2 separate regions of the Zea mays genome follow, and region 2 is linked to region 1. The links are chromatin contacts, called in public Hi-C maps. All regions are on one chromosome and are shown on one strand. The core of a region is the stretch at or near the end of the contact, and the rest is flanking DNA. Distances in the headings are between cores, read along the strand shown. Region 1 holds the start of LOC100279395. Region 2 holds the start of LOC100286155 (holocarboxylase synthetase).

Region 1 (3,390 bases), core at 416-2,915:
TAAATTGTCAAATACGGAAACTAAAATAGAGTTTTAATATCCGTATTTGGCAATTTAGAAACTAAAATGAAATAAAATGGCGGGACTAAAAATTAGTCCCTAGAAGCCAAACACCCTCTTAGAGCCTGTTTGGTTCCTTTAGTCCAGGGACTAAAGTTTAGTCGAGTGACTAAAGTTTAGTCTCTACACTGTTTGGTTGCAAGGACTAAAAGTGTTGAGAACGCATTAAATGACTCATAAGAAGACTAAAATGCCCCTTAACCTTCTCCCGTCATTAGTGCAACTGAAATAACGTCATTAGTGCAACTGAAATAACTGAGGGGAAAAAGTGGAATTAATATGGTTTAGTCCCTTTTAGTCACCCCTTGAGGGACTAATCTTTAGTCCCTCAAACCAAACAGGGCCTTATTTGATATTGTAAATGTAATATATTATATAAAATTGGTCAAAGTTAGACAAGTTTGACCTGGAACAAAACTAAAACTGAGTTTCAGATTCAAACAGAGGGAGTATGTGCATTCCTAATTCATCTTCGCACTTTATCACGAGAACCCTAGACCAAGGTAAGAATTAACAAACAAAGGTTATCCGTGACTACAAAGTTGAGAGATGCAATTTTATATTCAATGAAGCAAGGGAAAATCTTAATTAGGTATCTGAAGGCAACAAATATTAATAACAGCTGCTGAAGCCGACACCCAAATTACAAGATCCGCCAAAAAAATAGATAAGTCATTTCACTCTCGTCCCTATAAAATGCCGCATGTTTAGCAACGGCATTCCAATCCTAAACTAAAAATATCTAAGACATAGTATACTTTTAAATCAAATAAGAAAATAGGTGTAAATTTAGCTAAATTTGAATTTTCGACGGACCCTTCAACAAACTCCGAGAACATCATGGCACTCTTGACCGACTCCAGATCTAGTAACGCAATCCACCAACGCCAGCATTGGAAGGAAATCTCAGCGGGAATCTCAGCAGCTAAACACGAGATCCTACCTGGCTGGCAGCGATGCGGAGGAGGCCCCTGCGGATCCTGGCGTCGGTGGGCTCGGAGATGCGCATCTGCACCCGCATGAGCTCCCCAAACGTGGCGGGCCTACGCGGGGGCGCCGCCTTCCCGCCACTCCCGGGGCTGCCGACACCCTTGGAGGAGGCGGACGAGCGGAGCCCGAGCGCCTTCTTCATCTTGCTGGCGGCGGCAGAGGTGAGGGAGCGCTGGAGCGAGGCGGAGGATGCCGAGGACGCGGAGGAGGCCGGGGACGCCGTGGCCCCCGCGGCCACCGACGAGGACTGGGGGATATAGGTGAGGGGCTTCCCGCCCGTGGTGCGGGAGGCCGCGACCAGCACCTCGTAGGCGGCCTCCCGGAGGTCCGCGGTGGAGAGGGCGACCCCGAGGTCCGGGAACGGCGAGGGGAGCGCGGAGACCGAGGGGCTGGAAGCGGACGCCGGCGGGAGGAAGCCATTGGAGGAGGAGGAGAAGGGGGACGAGTCGCGGCGGGACTCGCGGAACAGGCGAGCCATCGCGGCCGTCGGCGGCGACGGTGACCTCCCGGCGTGACTCTCTCCCTCCCTCCCTCTCGTGCTAGGTCCCGGCTCTCTAGTGGAGAAAGAGGGGGATGAGGAGGAGAGAGAGAGGGAAACCCCCTCCCAACTCCAGCGAGGCAGCGTGGGATAGAGAGGGAGATGGCATGTCGCGGGTTAAATTGCAAAGAGTACTCGCAGCTAGGTTTAACGAGTGCGACCCTTTTCTTTTTACTGCAACTTTAAGAGACGCTTGGTAAATTTTGATTATTATTAAAAAACATCTCCAACAGATTTTATAAATGACCCTTTAAATTTTAGTAGCTTTATATCCCTATAACTTCACTTTCTTTTTTTAGAGCAGATCTAATAGTTATATATATTTTAGTTTTCTAAATCATAGATTTAGGAAGTTATTAAATAATTTTGGGAGTTAAAAATTATGACTTGTCCAATAGCTCTTTAAATATATGTTGTAGTTTGGTTTTGAATCTACATAAAAAAAATAAGTGTGCATATTTTCTACTTATATTTTGATTGCATCTGTAACAAAACATTTGATTCACCCATACGGTGACAGATCGTTGTCATCTGTTTCAGAAATATGTTGGCAGTTGGTTGCTATTACTAGCAGTACTTATCGACAGAACAGTGACGGTAGAAGACCTAGCATACGGATCACGCTGAATCCATTCACGTGGGACGATCAATTTGCTCCTGAAAGGGTACATCATGTCGACATATGATTGGTTTTCGTCAGTCTTCGTTGTTTCGGGACTTGGTAAAAGGTTGCTAGATATAGGGAGTAAATGAGGTTTGATGAGAAGTAGCTAAATTTAGAAGTTTAATTAGAGAACTGTTGGAGAGGATTTTTTAGTTTAACTACCTAAATTATTGATTTAGGAGGTATTTTAGAGAACTACTGAGTTGTTCTTAGATATCTTTTTTCACTCGCTATACAGGAGTTCTAGATTTACAAGTCTATTGGAATAATCTCCTTATTTTATATAAAATTTATTATAAAAATAGCTAAATCAGAAAATTTGGCTAGTATTTTTAGCTAAACTTCTGGGGTTAGCTCTTACCGTGTTTTCCTTTTGACGGCAACAAAAAACATGGGTAAACAATGTCGGTGTAAATTTCATACGGAAAATTGAAGCTAACTTGGTTTGTTGATTTAGAACTCATAAATAGAAAGAAGAGTGGATATTCAATAAATTTAATATTCTAAAATAGATATGCATTAAATTTGGTGTTAATCTATTCTTATGTCATCACACATTATCGCAAAAAAAATTGCATAAATTGTTTTATGCATTCTTTGTTCCCTATAATGAAAAATGTAAAAAAATATGATCTGTATCCAATTCTATGTGTGAATTTTATAGTTATCATCCAAGAAGATATGTGATAAATTTGATATTTGCCTTTTATAAATCTTTACAAGATTAATACAAAAAACTAGAATAAAATCTGAATAACGTATTTATATCCTATTTATTCGTAATTAAAAAAGACAAAAAATAATATTCAAATAAGTGTTCGTTTTCATCTCTGTCCATAAACATTAGATGTCATATTGAAGTTGGAAATATCTCGTATGCTGGTTTGAATTTTCGATGGGGGTTTTGCAAGCACCACACGTTATTGTAATGCAGTTATATTTTTTTGTCTAATGGTTTTATAGTTGAGTAAAAAAGAGTAATTTACATAAAATACATTGTTAATAGATTGAATTCAACTTTATGTTTAAACATGCCATTATTTATGAGGAAACTCTATTTCCGCTTTTGCGTCTCATTGATGACCTATGAGGATAGAGAAAATATCATTACTTTTTAACGTGTTTTGATACCAGAGCT
Region 2 (3,390 bases), core at 382-2,881, 210 kb after region 1:
TGATGTGCCATGGTCGCTGGCGTCAAAGTTATGGGCGATGAATCGCTGGAATGAAGGAATCTTGCTATTAACTTGCTGTTGCTGGGCAGGAGGCGGTTCTAGGTTTCCTCCATTTACCAAAGAGTTTATGTTAAAATGGAATGTGTTATCTTCGTTAGAGTCGTGATAGGAACAATGGTGAAGTTGTCATGGTCCAATACGAACACCACAACCTCTCTAAGCCCGTGTCTCCCACTCACACAAATCTCTGATGGTGAAAACGATCGGTAGACACTAAAACATTTTCGTTTTCATTTTTTTTCTTGAAAACGAGATCCAAAACGGTAACTCCAGAAACGAAAACGACATCAGTAATTCGGAAACATCGGAAACGAAAGTTCGGTACGAAAATTACATCGGTTACGATCAAAAACTAAAATCCGATTGGTAAAAATTGTAACAAGTACCCTCAATTAACTTAAAAAATTCACGCAAGTCATACATTCATATAAAATTAGTAATAATATATAAGGTATGAGGTCACAATAGATATATAAGGTAAGAAGTGTACAATAATAAAATTATTATTACGTATTTAAATAAAGTAGAATCAAAATGTGCATAATGATATGACACTTATATTCTATTTGTACTCATACTACTTGGCATATTCAATATAATTAGTGTTCTCTTAGTCTTTCTTAAGTTCTCGTGTAAATTATGAATATATGTATCAAGAGTAATAACATGTAAGAAAACATAAATAAGATTTATAAAAGCTTCAAACGATTCTAAACTATACACCATTAGATAGATCTTGATTTTAAAAAAATAATAAATTAGTTTCATATTTTCTAAGTTAAGATGAATTTATTTTGAATTTATAAAGGTCCGTTCAGATTTAATATTTTTCTGAAAATATCGAATTTATTACCGACGGTAAAATACCGAATAAAAACGCTAATATCCAGAAACGGTCGGAAAAAGCACCAACCGTTTCCGTTTTCGATTTTTTCTATCGATTTTGTTCCCGTATTTTCGGTAACCGATTCCGTTTAGATCTAAATTTTGGTAAAACTTTGAAAATGATTTCCGGTATCTAAAAATTACCGTTTCCGTTTTTATCATACATACCCTCTCGACGAACCCCTTGGACATGGCTTTCTCTTCTTGGTGCGCGCGCCGCCACGCGGGGTGGACACTGTCGTCAAGGAGTGCGAAGAAGAGACGACAACTCAAAGCTAGAGTCTAGCTCTCTGGCTCCCCGCGTTTCCGAGGCCACTGGACCGGCCACTGCTGCTTGCAGTGGGCTGCTGGGCCTATTAATCTGTAGTGGGCCGCTGGGCCTATTACGCCTCAACAGCGGTCACTGACACCGGTGCTGCCAGGCGGGCAGCTCCGATGGTCCCACTACCTCGCATCCACGCCGTCAATCAGTCAGCCCCCATGCCACGTGCTTGTACGCTCCCGTCCCGTTCCGCCCACCGCCATGCGGGCCCAGCGTCGGCATCAGCCTCCGCGCGCGCTCACGACACGAGCCACACGCCCACACCACACCCACTGGCCACTGCAAACGACGCGACGACGAGACGATATGAAGAGCGAGGAGTAAGAGAAACCAACCAAAACCACGGGAAGGAGACGAGACGGGGGGAAAAACACTGCGCAGGCACAGGCAGGGAGAGACGTAAAGCCGCCGCTTCGTGCGCGTCGACGTCACCTCGCCGCCGGGGCCCGTCTCGCCGCGGGGTCCCTTAGAGCTCCCTTCCGTCGCCGGACTGGGCGGTCGCCGGACGGATCGGGAAGCGACGACCTGAGGGGACTGGCTGGGATGGCCGGGAAGAAGCGCAAGGCGGAGGCGGCACGCCTGGAGGAGACGGACCGGGCGCTCTACGGGGCCTTCCGGGGCGCCGCCAACTCGCTCTCGCAGCTCTACACGCTCGGCATGGGCGCGCAGAAGGCCTCCTTCCACGCCGGCGAACGTCACGCCATGGTACGTCCATCTCCCTCCCTCTTCTCCCCAGGCGGCGGATTGCGGTACCTGTTGGGTGTCGTTCCACGGTGGTAGTGGCAGAGATTTGCGTCCTGGCGGAGGCCAATTCGGGCCTATCCGCTTTTGGGCGCTTTGTCAGTCTGCGTGGTGTGAATTCCTGTGTTTTAGGCTCGATTGGTTGGGAATTCCGGTGCCGACTCCTCCTTTCTGAGAGGGGGGGGGGGGGGGATTGGATTTCTCAAGTCCAGTTCCATACTGATTTCGATTTGTTGTTTGCGATGCCAAAGGTTATGATGTCAGTAGCAAGTATGCATGTTACCTCCCGACGCAAGTTCTGACCGAATTTCCTGGATGGATGGATAGGCTGAGCATGGTTAGTTTCGATCCACGTCCAGTGCCAACTTTTCCTGGGATTAATGTTTCTTCGTACTTGATGCCTAGCTCATCCTGTTCGTATTCAATATCACACCTCCGACAAAACTGATTGATAAAAGAATCACTGTTGTATTGCCATTTGGAGTCATTCCGCTTGGAATTTTACCAGCTCTAATTGCTGCTCCTTCTCTAATCAGCTGCTTCCGTGTTACTTTAGCCTTTTCCTTTCTGGGTGGAAGCGGCTGTGGGCGTCTCACTTTGTGCTTTGCAACTTGCAAGGCTCAGATTAGCCTTGGTTAGGTTCAGAGGGATGGTGTGCAATCGGAAAGCTGGTGGGAGGGGCTAGAAACTTTACTTTTGGGGCAGCTTACTTAAGCAGTAGTACCAAGGATGCATCCTTTCAAACCTCACTTTGCTTGTGCACTGCTATATGGAAGTCTCGCCATTCAGTGTACTACTGTACTGTTCCAGTCAGAGATTGCAGTACTTGATTTCTATGATAGGTGTTGTTCTGTGGTCCACATTGTTTTATTGTTAGGTAAGAAGTTAACATTTATTTTTCAGACACAACAAGTAAGCTTTGGTAGTGCAATATTGTATCTAAATATGACTAAATCTCCTCTTCTTATCTCATCAAATGGATAGTCGGGTATACCCTCGTACAACCGGAAACCAGTGAACGCATTGGAATTGTCAGTACTGGCATCTAGTTGACAACTTAGTATTCACTTCCTCATGTGCATAACCAACCTCGTAGAGCCTAAGCTGTCTCTAGCCCTGATTGCCAGCAGCTGTCATCTCACCAAGTGCCATCACCTGGAGACTAGGAAAAACTGCAGATGCCTCCAGCCCTCCTCCAGCATCCCACAAGACGGTGTGAGTTCCAAGTTCCAACAAAACAGATGCAACATTCCACTATGCGCATGCCACATAATAGCATTATACATTGCCTAGGTTCTAGGCTTTCAGCTAGTTCATTGCAATGCATTGAAGCACAATACGTTCTTGAGGTACATAGCCAGGTTGTCTACAAATTGTGATTA

Evidence for each region. A called contact is a pair of places that touch in the nucleus more often than the background predicts.
Region 2: a contact with region 1 is called in a Hi-C map of ear, with 2.1 times the contacts expected there. The contact joins the promoter of LOC100286155 here to the promoter of LOC100279395 in region 1. A contact is called at or near these places in 3 of 25 Hi-C or Micro-C datasets (ear, leaf and tassel).

Annotation. Positions count from the first base shown.
Region 1 is chr2:181,214,806-181,218,195 of Zm-B73-REFERENCE-NAM-5.0, forward strand. LOC100279395 reads right to left here and starts at 1,666. Exons shown (of 5, transcript NM_001360969.1): 1 at 1,004-1,666. The coding sequence starts at 1,528.
Region 2 is chr2:181,419,944-181,423,333 of Zm-B73-REFERENCE-NAM-5.0, forward strand. It overlaps LOC100286155 (holocarboxylase synthetase), which reads left to right and starts at 1,632. Exons shown (of 3, transcript NM_001159043.1): 1 at 1,632-1,972. The coding sequence starts at 1,811.